Linked DNA regions of Mus musculus: region 1 is linked to region 2. The links are chromatin contacts, called in public HiChIP or PLAC-seq maps. All regions are on one chromosome and are shown on one strand. Each heading gives the region's core, a stretch centred on a gene start, on an enhancer-like site or on the middle of the called end of the contact. The rest is flanking DNA. Distances are from core to core; before and after follow the strand shown.

Evidence for each region. HiChIP or PLAC-seq counts read pairs in DNA pulled down with a chosen protein or histone mark.
Region 1: a contact with region 2 is called in an H3K4me3 HiChIP or PLAC-seq map of embryonic forebrain, with 4 times the contacts expected there. The contact joins the promoter of Rassf10 here to the enhancer-like site in region 2. A contact is called at or near these places in 1 of 39 promoter capture datasets (embryonic stem cells), 1 of 484 Hi-C or Micro-C datasets (cortical neurons), 6 of 115 datasets of contacts at active chromatin or transcription factors (astrocytes, embryonic forebrain, embryonic midbrain and 3 more) and 1 of 9 other capture datasets (adipose tissue).

Annotation. Positions count from the first base shown.
Region 1 is chr7:112,950,479-112,957,435 of GRCm38.p6, reverse strand. It overlaps Rassf10 (Ras association (RalGDS/AF-6) domain family (N-terminal) member 10), which reads right to left and starts at 3,474. Exons shown (of 1, transcript NM_175279.3): 1 at 1-3,474. The coding sequence starts at 3,242. The coding sequence ends at 1,716.
Region 2 is chr7:112,384,613-112,391,732 of GRCm38.p6, reverse strand. Micalcl (MICAL C-terminal like) reads right to left here. Exons shown (of 10, transcript NM_001381862.1): 5 at 376-467. Among named protein-coding and RNA genes, the nearest start is that of Micalcl, 13 kb to the right of the region's middle. Within about 2 kb of position 1,447, at least 73 of the 459 cell types and tissues checked have an H3K27ac peak or open chromatin away from gene starts, as enhancers often do. A contact at or near this core is called in cortical neurons, embryonic forebrain and stem cell-derived neural progenitor cells, where this site is marked.

The DNA.
Region 1 (6,957 bases), core at 2,225-4,724, 560 kb before region 2:
TCATTTTGATTTTGCTTGAACATCTGAAACCGGTCGCCTGTGTTATAATCCTACGGTGGCATCAGAGTGGGGACAGTCTGTGAAAAGGGGACGTTCCAATAGCGAATTGAGGAGTTCAGGAGGACATGCTCCCATTGGGGACACTCAGACAGGTGATCACGAATGGGAAGAAACAGTTCCAAATCCCACGCTTCTGTACATATCTTTGCATGTCATTGTGGGAACGGTAGCCAGCCCCTCACTAGTTCAGTTGATACCAGCCTTCTGCGCCTCACTGACAACACACACACACACACACACACACACCATTGTTAATACTTCCTCTGGACAGATTAGATCCACATTCCTCAGAAAGTACTTGGCTCCACAGGGAAATGGACAAGCAGGCTCCTTCCACTGGCCCAACAGCTAACTACAACTGATAGGTTTAAATTGAAATACCTGGAACAATTACACCGAGTGCTCCCCAGCACTCTCACCAGCTACAGGAGACAATGTCACCCTTATATCTCCCCCCTCCACGCACAGAGGAATGGCCAACCAGGGGCAACTTTTAAGTCTTAACTCAGCTTCATGCACTTTCCCCATGGCTCCCTGCTATCTATGGTTATTCTATTTGTTTACCCACCGTGGCCTATCAGATTCCTCCCCCCCCCCTTTTGGGGCCTTTGCTAGTAAACCCTGCTGTTTGCACCTGAAGTTAATTGGCACTTGCAGTTTACTTGAGAACCAGAACCTCATCTCCAACCGAAGATACTGAAGTTGGACTTGGGTCTGGGTAAAATTCATGAAGATCATAGCTGGTGTTTAATCACGGAGCTGTAGTTAGCAGCTAAACACTATGCGGAGATTCTTACTTCCAACTTGTAGCTGACACCAGAACGTTCTTTGAAAACAGCAAAGCAGGCTGCACCCCCTTCTGCAGCTCCCCCTTCTTAACTGTAATTGAATCATGAATTACAAGCCAGCACCTCTGCCTTTGCAGAAACACACCCCAAAAAGCCAGACTACATTTTTACCCTGGATTATGTATGCCAGGATTTTATAACTCAAAGTGCTATGTTTCAGGCTGAAGGTGGGGAGCCTTTAACACAATGTATTTAGTAAGGAGAGGCCCAGCCTTGCATCCCAGTGCAGTTTGGCCTTTGACAGAAATAAAAGGCAAATGATTTAGCAGATGGGTAATTCCCAAACCTGAAGAAATGTAAACAGTCAGGATTTTGATGCCTATGGGTTTTATCAAAGATGTTAAGCAAGGCAGAGACCAACACTAGTGCGCCCTCTTTGGCTAGTTTGAACACGTTTCCAGTCACAATTAACATTCAAGGAATTTCCTTTCCATCCAAGTGTTTTCTTTTAGCAGCACTTTATGCCACAGACCAAAGTTCTAGCTGTCATCAGTCCTTCCCATGCACAGGAGTGGTAAAAAAAAAATGTCCCGTAATGTTTTCCTTTTCTCTTGTTTTGAAAATGGGCTTGGACCTCATCACTTACCTAATGTGTTTTTAAAAAACAGGGAGGGGTTCTCACCTCCTGACTCCACTTCCCTCTAAAGCTTAGAAGCTTAGGGCTTCCTTGTCCAGGACCCTCCTTCACACTCACTCTCCAGACCCATCCGTGGGAACTCTGAGCTCACCCCCATGGCCTCACTTCATGTCCCTGAGCAGGCCAAACCAGTGCATTCTGCAAGCGTCTAAGCTTGCTCCCTACTACTTCTACACAAGGGATTCACACACAGGGGGTACCGAGTCTGAGTCTTGGCTATGCATGGAGCTCAGCCCAGTATCTGAGTCCTCATCGTTGCCCGGGCAACTCTTAGCCAGTCCCCGGGCCTGGTCTACCCACATTTCTGCACAGGTCTGAGGCTGAGGTTCGCGAGAGGGTCCGCTGGAACCCAGAGCCCCATCATGCACCACCGTCTGCTCAAAAGTGTGCAAACTCTGGAGAAGGCCCTGAAGCTCGCGCTCCTTAATGTCCCTCTGCTGCTGGCTGTAATCCAAGTCCGCCTTGACGGCCTCCAGGTCCGTGCTGAGCCTCAGCCCGATGTAAAGGCTGGTGCTGAGCTGCGTCCTGACCCGCTCCTGCTCCAGCAGCAGCTCGCCATCCGGACCACCATCGGGCTCTAGGGACTCCTCTCGAGCCGCCAGCTCCTCATTGCGCCGCTGCATCCAGCGCTGGTTCAGTTCCTCCTGGATCTCGGCGGACAGGCGCTCTAGCAACTCCTCCTGCTGGGCGCGCTCCTCCTGCAGCCGCACCAGGTCGTCACAGCGCCTGGCCAGCTCCTCCAACGCTGCCGCCTGCGCCTCGCTGTCCAGGGGTGCCGCCGGTTCTGTCCCCTTCTCCTCCAGTGTCGCATCTTCCGGCTCCCCTTCAGGAGTTTGTCCGTCCAGGTCGATGCCGGCCCCCACTAGATAGGTATCCTGCACGTAGTTGACTCCGTGCCTCCGCATGCGGTCTAGGTGCACCTTGGCTTCGTAGCGGTCTATCTCGCGGTCCAGCTCCCGGAGCCGCTGCACCTGCTGGCGAATCGTGTGGTCCTGCGACAGCACCAGATGCACCAGCGTCTCCATACGTTCTACCGACGCGCTCTCGTGGGTCCGAGCAGACGACGAGCAGGACGAGGCGGTGGACGACGACGTGGACGAACAAGGTGACGACGGCTGCTGCTGGCGCCTCCGGTTGAGCTTGGCCAGTTTGCGGAAGGCCTTGCGTACCACCCGCCGCTGCTTCTCCTGGGTCAAGGCCAGGCTGGGCCGTGCTGGGGCGCCCCGGGCCAAGCAGGGGCGCTCGCGGCTGAGCACTACCCGCGCCTCGGCGCTGCGCGGTCCGGCGTTGGGCAGCGACGCTTCGCTGCGCACCAGCACGAAGCGTACATTCTCCTGCTCGTCGCCCCAAGCAGTCCAGAGGCGCAAGATCCGCGTCTTGTTGGGCAGGATGCGCTCAAAGCCGCGCCACTTCTCCACAATGCAATAGCACTGCGGGGGCCCACATAGCATGCCCGGGGGCATCGCGTCGTCGTCATCCTCGTCGTTTTCGTCCGGGGGCTCGGGCAGCTCCAACTGGCCCGAAGGGTCTTCCGTCAAGCCCCGTCGCTGGCCCCGCCGCTGCCTGCAGCGCCGCCGGCAGCCGTCCTCCAAAAGCACCCGCACCACGTCCGAGCAGGTGGTGCGGCGGGAGAGGCCGGACACCAGCTTCTCCTCCTGGCAGATCCACACCGATATCTTCTTCTCCGAAGGATCCATGGCGCAACCGGGACGTGAGGAGCAAGTCCGGCTAGGTGCAATTAGGGCAGCAGGGCCAGCGCGGGCAACCTGGCAGCTCCCGAACTGCAGTAGAATCCGTGACCCTGTCTCCGGCCTCACTAGCCTTTCTCCCGGACTATGTACTGAAATCGGGCAGCGGCTGCTTTCGGCTCGGACGGCGGACTCTCCCAAAGCAGCACGCCGGGGCTCAGGTTCCAGCGGCTCTGGCTCTGCCCGCGGTGCCCGAGGCCTCCGGGTTTTGCTCCTCCCCACCTGGCTCCACCTCTTCCCGCCCCCCAGCGCCCTGAGCCGCTGCTGAGAGCACCGCAGGCGGGGCGCCCAAACTCGCCCCTCCCAGCCCTGCGGACGGGTCTGCCCCTGGCTCAGGTTACTGGCGTCCAGTTCCTAGTTTTTTCCACTCAGAGCAAAGATGGACTCCCGGGACCTTTCTGATACAAGGCCTGGAGCCTTCACCTCTAGGCATCAGCTCTGCGCCTGGAGCCCGCACCTCTGCGCCTCCCTGGGCTCAGCTACGCCTTGCCTCTAGACTTGGTTGGAAACACCTTAACCCGATGTGCGTGGTCTTGTGCCTTCTGTACAATGCACTTTGCACAGACGGGGAAACTGAGGCACCTAACAGTTTCTACTAGAGACGTTGTGATCCACTACCTGACCAGCTCACCTTTGTAAGCGCTGCCTCTAAACCTTCCAGTCTTCCTCAACCACAGTGGGGTCCATGATCAGATTTGCAATGATCTAAGGGTGGTACCCAATTCCCCATAGGTCAGATCTGTAGGTCCCCACTTTGCCCCTCCACTTCCCACAGCCTTGTTGACAGAGAAGTCAGGGCCAAACCTAAATTGATCACCAGTCCTGACTCCAAAGGGGAAACCGAGGCTATTACTATGACTGTTCCCATTGCATCTAAATGTCGTCTGGAAGTGATGAGAATCAAGTATCAGAACAGAAGAAATTCAAAGCCACTCTAATCGAAGCTTAAAACCCTCTCAGTGAAAGGCTTGTCCAGGGAAGCCCAGATCTGACAGCTCACTCCCCTGCCTCAAGACCTTGGATGTCTCATTATTTCTTGGAAAGTGCTTTGGTCGATTGAATGATTCCTTCCTGGAACATTTGCTGGGTTCCCACTGTGCTCTAAGTCCAGTGCAAGTGGTGTGATGATGAGCAAGCCTCCTGGCCTGCCAGCAGCTCACCATAGCTCAAGAGACATTTCCAATCAGTCTGGCGGTTCCTCAGAAAACTGGACATAGTACTACCGGAGGATCCAGCAATACCTCTCCTGGGCATATATCCAGAAGATGCCCCAACAGGTAAGAAGGACACATGCTCCACTATGTTCATAGCAGCCTTATTTATAATAGCCAGAAGCTGGAAAGAACCTAGATGCCCCTCAACAGAGGAATGGATACAGAAAATGTGGTACATCTACACAATGGAGTACTACTCAGCTATTAAAAAGAATGAATTTATGAAATTCCTAGCCAAATGGATGGACCTGGAGGGCATCATCCTGAGTGAGGTAACACATTCACAAAGAAACTCACACAATATGTATTCACTGATAAGTGGATATTAGCCCCAAACCTAGGATACCCAAGATATAAGATATAATTTGCTAAACACATGAAACTCAAGGAGAATGAAGACTGAAGTGTGGACACTATGCCCCTCCTTAGATTTGGGAACAAAACACCCATGGAAGGAGTTACAGAGACGGAGTTTGGAGCTGAGATGAAAGGATGGACCATGTAGAGACTGCCATAGCCAGGGATCCACCCCATAATCAGCATCCAAACGCTGACACCATTGCATACACTAGCAAGATTTTATTGAAAGGACGCAGATGTAGCTGTCTCTTGTGAGACTATGCCGGGGCCCAGCAAACACAGAAGTGGATGCTCACAGTCAGCTAATGGATGGATCATAGGGCTCCCAATGGAGGAGCTAGAGAAAGTAGCCAAGGAGCTAAAGGGATCTGCAACCCTATAGGTGGAACAACATTATGAGCTAACCAGTACCCCGGAGCTCTTGACTCTAGCTGCATATATATCAAAAGATGGCCTAGTCGGCCATCACTGGAAAGAGAGGCCCATTGGACTTACAAACTTTATATGCCCCAGTACAGGGGAATACCAGGGCCAAAAAGGGGGAGTGGGTGGGCAGGGGAGTGGGGGTGGGTGGATATGGGGGACTTTTGGTATAGCATTGGAAATGTAAATGAGTTAAATACCTAATAAAAAATGGAAAAAAAAATAAAAAATAAAAAGAAAAAAAAATAAAAATAAAAATACACAAGTAAGAAATTAAAAAAAAAAAAAAAAAAAAGAGACATTTCCAGTACCAGGCAAACACAATACCTTGTGTTTCTGACCAGGGAAGTCACCATGTAGTAAGAGAGCATGCCTGGACGCTGCTTGGCAGCCTGGACCCCATCTGGGAGAATCTGCAAAGGCTCCCTTCCCATCAAGGGTACCATCTGAGGCAAGAGAAAAAAAAAAAAAGAACCATTTGGGACTGCCAAAGGACTAAGAGATGGGGTACATTGCAGGCAGAGGAATCAGATGTTCAAACTCAAAAGAATCAAGAGAACATGGCAGTCACCGGGCCACACAGAGTTACATGAAGAAGAATCTGCCAAAGATAAGCTAAAAGGACCAGGTCAGGAAGGGTCCTTAATTCCATGCATACGCTTTCAAATGTATCCGAAGCATAGTCAGACACTGGAGGTTTACACTGAATGCTTTTACTTATCGTGACCTTAAGGAAAATATGTAATACTTCTGAATCGTATCTGTAAAGTGGTGATACTTTAAGAAGTAACTGCTATAAGGATTAAATATCAGGTCCTGGTAAGTGTATAGCAGAAGTTTTCATTGAAAGGTTAGAAAGCTGGGAGGTATGAGCTTTTCATTGCTATAAAATGGATTGCCATGAAGTTAGTAGCTGAAAGCAACACTCACACATGATTGCACTCTTCTGAGGTCTCAGGTTGTACTTGTCTTGGCTACACGGAGTGTCCCAGGTTAAAGATAGGGTGTTTCTGCTGGTAGAGTTTGGGATGGAGAGGGACACCACTTCAAACCCACTCGGATGTGTTTCCAGAAACCACTTCACTTCCATTGTGGCACTGAAGTCCCCATCTTCTTGGTGACCTTCATTAGAACCTCTCTCAGCCTCTTATAGATTCTTCCCATGTGTAAGTGTCTGCCCCATTGAAAGCAGTAATGGCAGGTCAGAACCACCCAGTCCTCTTGGCATCTTATCATCCTGGCATCATCCTTTGCTAACAGTGAGAGAAAAATCTGCTTGTAAAAGGTTGGCTTCATCAGGCAGACCCACCTGGAGAAACTATATTAAGGTCGACTGATTAGTCACTGCGCCGGCTAGATTTATGTCAACTTGACACAGGATAAAGTCATCAGAGAGGAGGGAGTCTCAATTGAGAAAATGTCTCTATAAGATTGGATTGTAGGAGGCTTGTAGGGCATTTTCGTAATTTTTGATTGACGGGGTAGGGCCCGGCCCATTGTGGGTGGGGCCATTCCTCTGCAGGTGGTCCAGGGTTCTAAAAGAAAGCTGGCTGAGCAGACAGACCATAGGGAGTAGGCAAGCAGCACTCCTTCATGGCCCCTGCATCAGCTCCCCACTCCATATTCCTGCCTGGCTCGAGTTCCTGGCCTCAGTGTTTCAGATGGTG
Region 2 (7,120 bases), core at 198-2,697:
TCCATGCAATCTGCCTCTAGTGCTTCTTAAATGAAGTTGTGCTTCCCTTGGGGAAATACACATCTGCTTGTTGAAAATTTTCAATGGTTTGCTTATTGGACCACATATTAAACCCACTTTAAGCACTGCATTTGCCAAATGGTTTTAAGTCAATATGTCTTTTTTCCCTTCCCTGACGTGTGCTGAGGTTTTTGTCTTTAAGAAGACAAATCTTGGGGGAGGGGTTCCAGACATAAAGGAGGGTACTCCTCAGATGCAGCATGGCCTGATCCTCCTGAGGGCTTCTGCAGCTGGAGCCCACATTGGCTCTGAAACCTGGATGGGTAAGGAGCCCCTGCCAGCGAAGGCACTGTATGGTGTTGCAAGTGATGGTACCTTTATCCTTAAGGAAAGCTGGGAGTCGGCTTCTTCCTCTGCAGAGGACGAGGTGGGAGAAGAGGTGGCTTCTGTCACTGGAGCTACAGGGTCTGAAACAAGAACCAGAGAACTCACCAAACTGCTGCCTCCTTCTCCTCCTTCCAGCCTCACAGCTGCCTCCTCCTCCCTCACCCCATTTGCTTCCTGCCGCCCACCCCTCATTGCACCTGCCAGGAGCTTGGGAAAGCAGTACCTCAGGGCCACTGAAAAGTTGGCCCTCCACGTTAATTACATTTCTGGATTCCTGCCAAGAGCTCTGCCTGGGCTCTTCTCACATTCAAAACAAAGCAAAGCAAAGCAAAACAAAACAAGGTATTATGCAGAAATCAAGGAAGTCCTTAAACACCCTTTACTGGGGCAAGATCCTTGCTTACATTGCTTTTGAATCCAAAATCTATTATGAAAATGCATATCTGAAGTTAGCTGGGTTACCTAACCGATGGGGTAAGGTTTGTTCTGCCTAGTAATTGAATGCAAAAAAAAAAAAAAAAGTCAGAGCCAGCTCTTAAACAAATCGCCCTTCTGCGGCCCACAGCATCTGGCACCCATTTTTACTACACGACATCTGCTCAGTGTAAAAGAGCTGGCGTCAGAATGTCTGGTCATAGAAAAAAAAATCCCAAATGTAATCAGAAGCAAAAGGACCCTAAGCCTAAGGATTTTATCACATAGCCTCATGCAACATAAATATTTCATTAATTATGGCTAAACAAATGCCACTTTTATTTTCCCAACTTGCAGATATTATCACATCATGGAAGGGATGATTCAAATGCCAGGAAAAAGCAGTTTAAGATAGGGACGGCCCAACAAAGCAGGGCCCGTGGGGCAGCTAAAACTGAGGAGCCATGCCAAGCTCCAAACATGAACTGGATGGCCCAGCACCGAAACACACCCATGTTGACCAAACACCTTTTTGTGATCTGGCTGGGAACCAGGTGTGGTGGGGGCTTCCAGGTGCCACAGGAGACTTTCGGTTTTCCCAGCAAGAACATCTGCCCCTGCACATACACCTGATGGAGTTTATGTTAATACCAGGATTAACCCGTGCTGTGCTGCTCGCTGCACAGCAGAACCAGCTAGAACTTAGTCACGGGAAGGGATGCTACAGTGGCAGCTTGTGTCTGCATAGAACTGTGGGGTGGGTGGGGAGAAAGGAGGGAAGTAATTCCAAGTCAGCTAACATCCTCTCCAGCCTCCCTATAATTTTCAACTATTCACCCCAGTGGGAGCAGCCAAGTGTTACAAAATAAGGGTAATTTTAACCTCCAGCGACACATTTACATACGCTGTTATTCAGAGCAAAATAATACAAAACATGCATCTAACAACCCAGCCTCTCAGGGGAGGGAGTTTGCTGTTTTCCACTTTAATTTGCCAGATGGGAAAGCTCAGGTAAAGATAGAATCAGAGAGTGGCATCACGGCAGGAGGAGGCTGTGTTCTCTTTGGGCAGAGATGCATCTTTGCTTCCAGCCACTAAATTACGGGGTGGGGGTGGGGCCAGAGCCACTGAGTGCTCCCTGAGTGTAGGAGCTTGAGGAACTGACTTTATACCCTGCTGCCATGATTCCTATGTGCAGAATTACTGTGGAAGAGCAAAGACAATCAGTCCAAGGTCTGAACGGTACCTGGTATATGAGCTATTGGTAGCTATTGGGAATGGTTTTGCTGTGACTAAATATCTGATATGGAGTCACTTAAGGGCTGGAGATCAGCTGACATAGCATTTGTTTAGCATGCAGGAGGCTCTGCCTTAGATCCCCAGCACTGTCCTTGAGAGTGTGTGTGTGTGGGGGGGAGTATAGGATGACCACAAGTTCAAGGTCATTTTTGGCTACACGGGGGTGGGGTGGAGGGGTGGGATGGGGGTGGCGAAGTGGTGGTAGTGTTTGAAGTCAGTCCAGATGAGAGTACCTCAAAAAAAGAAAGAAAGAAAAAAAAGAAAGAAAGGAAGAAAGAAAGAAAAGAAAAGAAAAGAAGAAGAAAAGAAAAAAGAAAAAGCAATTTGAGGGAAGAAGGGTTGTTTTGGCTGACAGTTTGAGGATACTGTCCATTGTGGCAAGAAAGGTGTGTTGTGGAAGGCTGCTCGCTCTCTCACCTCTGAGTGTGTCAGGAGCAGAGAGAGATGAATGCTGTCACACACTCCTTGTTAGTCCCTTTCAGCTCTCTAGCTCAGCCCACTGACAGTCCACATTCAGGGTAGGTCTTTGTTCCTCAGCTGACCCTCTCTAGAAACATCCTTGTAGGTGACCCAAAGGTGAGTCTCCTTGGCGGTTCTACACCTAGTCAAATTGACTATGAACCCTTAGTGTCATAATTCTCTTCACCGCCTTCATTGTTATCATCCACTCAACAATACTTTCATGTTGCTAAAACTGCCTGATTGACCTTTATTTATGGGAGACATGTAAGTGCCGAGTTGCAACTTTCCTAGTTTCAAAAAGTAAAGAACGGATGCTAACCATAACGTTACCTCTTCCACCTCATAGTTTCATGCCATCAAGTCTCTCCTCTGTCATGAGAGTGCCAACTATGCTGAAGTTCACTTTTCATTTGTATTTTATGTTTGAGTGACCGATTTTGGAGTTGACCTCCCACCAGAAAGCAGGAGAATTCAGGACAAAATATGCAAAGCATCTTTTCCCAGATATTAACCAACAGGCAGCAGAGAAGAATGTAAAAGATAAGAGTAGAAAACCACACAGGAAGTCCAATGGCCGCCAATGCTTTCTGCCCTGAGGTCCTTTCCTAACCACAGACAGAAAGGAAGAACCCAAACAGTCCATAGTAGGTTCACTGAGTTGAAAGGCAGTTCAGAGTTTGGTCGGGCAGAGGCAGCAGCACTGTGTAAGATGGAGCCCTGGAGAGGAGGGAATGCTGGGAAATAACTTTAGAAATCAGTGTAAAAGTGCATGTGTGGCTTAATAGGAGTCCAAAGATGCAGAAAAAGAAGGCCCCTGGTTGGGGGTGGGGATGGAACTGCAGAGCCGTGGCCCGCTCAGCAGTCTCTAGAGCAGAGGTTTTCAACCTTCCTAATGCTGTGACCCTTCAATACCGAGCTCATGCTGTGGTGACCTCAACTGTAAAGTTATTTCATTGCTACTTCCTAGCTATAATTTTGCTACCGTTATAAATCGCAATGTAAATATTTTTGAAGATAGAGAGCTGACCAAGAGGTCATGACCCACAGGTTGAGAGCCACTGCTCTGATGCTTTCACAGACGGGCAATGTTCAGATTGTCCTTTGAGTGTGTAGTGTCCAACACACACTTGGGTGCTAGTAGAGACCACAGGGAACTTTGACTGTATTATCAGGGATAGACTAGTGGTAGAGTAACACGTATCATAGACACACCTAGGAAGCATAAAGGTAAGCCTTGGAAGGAACAGAGTGATTTTAACATTATTTACTGCTTTTTGATCATTCTTTATTCCTCATTTAACATTAAAAAATTAAAACCTCCTAAGCACTTTTCAGTATAATGTTCATAAAGGCTATCAGTCGGTAAACGATGACTAGGTACACACACACACACACACACACACACACACACATAAACACACACACACATAAACACACACACACAGAGAGGGGCACACACGTTAGTCTGATAAGCAAGAGAAAAATTCATCAATAAAAACAGACCCAGAAATGACTGATATAGTAAAATTAACAGTCAAGTATTTAAAATTATCATAAACATGCTGAATAAGTTTAAAAAGTATTCTACCAAACAACACTGAGAATTAATAATTTAGCAAAGTAGTAGTATATAAAATTAACATTACTACGATTAACTTTTTTTCCTCTTTTCTTCCTTTCATTTTTTTCTCTCCCCTCCTCTTCCCTTGCTTTACTTACCCTCCTCCCTCCTTTCCCTTCCTCTTTTCCCTCCTTCCCTCCTCAGCCTCCCTCTCTTCCTTCCTTTGGCTTGGTGCTGAGAATTGAGCCCAAGGAATTTTACACGTTCAGCTTGAGTTCTATTGCAGGGCCACATCCTCAGCTCCAGTCAGGAGCATTCTGTCAAGTCACATGGAACAATATGAAAGAAATTACAGAACCTCACTCATAGACATGGAGAATCTAATCAAATGCAGGTCACCAGAACTAGCAGGTGATGATGGCGGCTGGGGAGATGTTCAAAGGATAGGAAATTTCAGTTCAATAGAATCAATATTAAGAGATCTAGTAGGTCGGGCGTGGTGGCGCATGCCTTTAATCCCAGAACTTGGGAGGCAGAGGCAGGTGAATTTCTGAGTTCGAGGCTAGCCTGGTCTACAGAGTGAGTTCCAGGACAGCCAGGGCTACAGAGAGAAACCCTGTCTCGAAAAACCAAAACCAAAACCAAAAACAAAGCAAAACAAACAAACAAAAAACTAAAAGAGATCTATTATATAGTATGGTGACTGTTAGTGTTTGAATGGGCCTATAGGCCCATGTGTTTGCACAGTTGTTTTGGAATCTCTAGGAGATGGAGCCTATTTGGATGAATAGGGCTACTGTGGGCACAGTTTCTGGCTCAGTGACTGTTTCTTGCCTGTTGACATGATGCAAACGGCAGCCTCTAGCCCCATGACCTGGCTAGGAGCTGCTCTGACAACCGTGTATTCCCTGCCAGGGGAGTTCAGTAAACAGAGCAAGCATGAGAACCTGAGCTTTGATCTCCAGAACTCGCATAAAGCCAGGTCTAAACATCTGTAATCTCTGCGCTTCCACTGTGAGACGGGGGGGGGGGCAGAAACAAGAGAAGCCATGGAGGTTTGAAGGCCAGCTAGCCTGGTGTACACAGCCTGAAGAACCACAAACAGAGACCCTAGGGCTGCAGAGAAGACTCAGCAGTTAAAGGCACTGGCTGCTCTTCCAGAGGACTTGGGTTCAGTTTTTAGCAGCCATGTGGCAGCTCACAACTCCAGTGCTATAGCATCTGACATCTGGGTACTGCATGTACTTGGTCCATATACATACATGCAAGCAAAACACCTACACACATAAAATAAAATTAAAATCCCCAAAGATGACTCTGTTTTAAACAAGGTAGAAGATGAGGACCAACCCCCAATGTTGTTCTTTGATCGCCACTTGTGTGCCACGGCACTCACAGGCCCACATTCATGTAGATAATCATACATATCACACACACACACACACACACACACACACACACACACACACACACACACACGCCAGGGCTGGCAGGAGGGAGAATAGGATAATAAATAGGAAAATAATATATTTTTGATTCAAAAGGTTATAGAACCAAAACAATATAAAAATAATTGAAACAACTCTAGGTAGGAGTTAACTAGTGTTAACTCCCCTCTTAGTGACTGATAAAATAATCAAACTAGTTAGTATAAGAGTTCCTACTCTGAGCATTTTTTAAAAATACGTTTTTAAGATTTGTTTCTACTTTTATGTATTTTATGTATGAGTGCTTTGTTGCGTGAACACTCAAATGCCAGAAGAGGGCATCAGATCTCTTTATAGATGATCATGAACCATCATGTGGGTGGTGGAAATTGAACTCAGAACCTCTGGAAGGGCAGCCAGTGCTCTTAACCACTGAGCCATCTCCCCAGCCCGAGTATGATCGAGCAAGTGAAACACAACACACTTCAACTTATGGTTAGTTCACTCAACAACAAAATCCCATAGAACAAAACCAATCTCCCCACTCCATTGTGTATAGATACTACATTTTCTTTATTTATTCATCTGGTGTGTGTGTGTGTGTGTGTGTGTGTGTGTGTGTGTGTGATATTGGTTTGGTTTGGCTTTTGAGACAGGGTCTCAGTGTAGCCCAAGCTGGCCTCCACCTCTCAGTTCTCCAGCCCAAGGGCAGACTGCAGGCATATGGCACCACATGTGGGTATCTCCATCTGTTAATGGGCACCTAGGCTGCCTCTCTAACCTGGCTGTTCTGAATAATCCTGCAGTGTGCGTGGATGTGCAGGGCTATTGTGGGATGACTTTGACTGTTTTGGGTGTGTAAGTAGGTGTGGTACACCTGGATCTTATGGTAGCTCCCATTCCACTGTTGAAGGGACCTTCATATTGAGTCCCCCAGGAGCTGAGCTAATTTATAATCCTGTTAATAGTACAGAAGGTCGCTCATGCTTGTCCCAACTCCATTCTCACTGGCCAGCATTTGCAGTTTCCTTGGTGGCTCTGATGACAGTCCTACTGACCAGGGTGAGAGGGAATCATAGTTTTGATTGCATTTCCCTGATGGTTCAATAAGTGGAACATTTTATGCATTTACTGAACATTTATTTTTCTGTCCAGTTCATTTGCACATTTATTGGTTAGATTATTTGTTGTTTGGGTGTTTAATGAGTTCTTGATTCTGTTTATGACTCTCCAGTCAGATGACTAGCTGGCACAGGTTTCTTAGTCTTTTAAGTGTTAACAGGTTTTTGTTGTTGTTGTTTTTTTTTTAGGTATGCAGAAGCTTTCTAATCAGATGGATAAATCCATGTTTATGAAGATAGATTGCATTCCCAGCTACTTTTTTCTTCATTTAAAAAAAAGATTTATTTGTTTATTATATGTAAGTATACACTATAGCTTCTTCAGACATCCCAGAAGAGGGCATCAGATCTCATTATGGATGATTGTGAGCCACCATGTGGTTGCTGGGATTTGAACTCAGGACCTTCAGAAGAGCAGTCGGTGCTCATAACCACTGAGCCATCTCTCC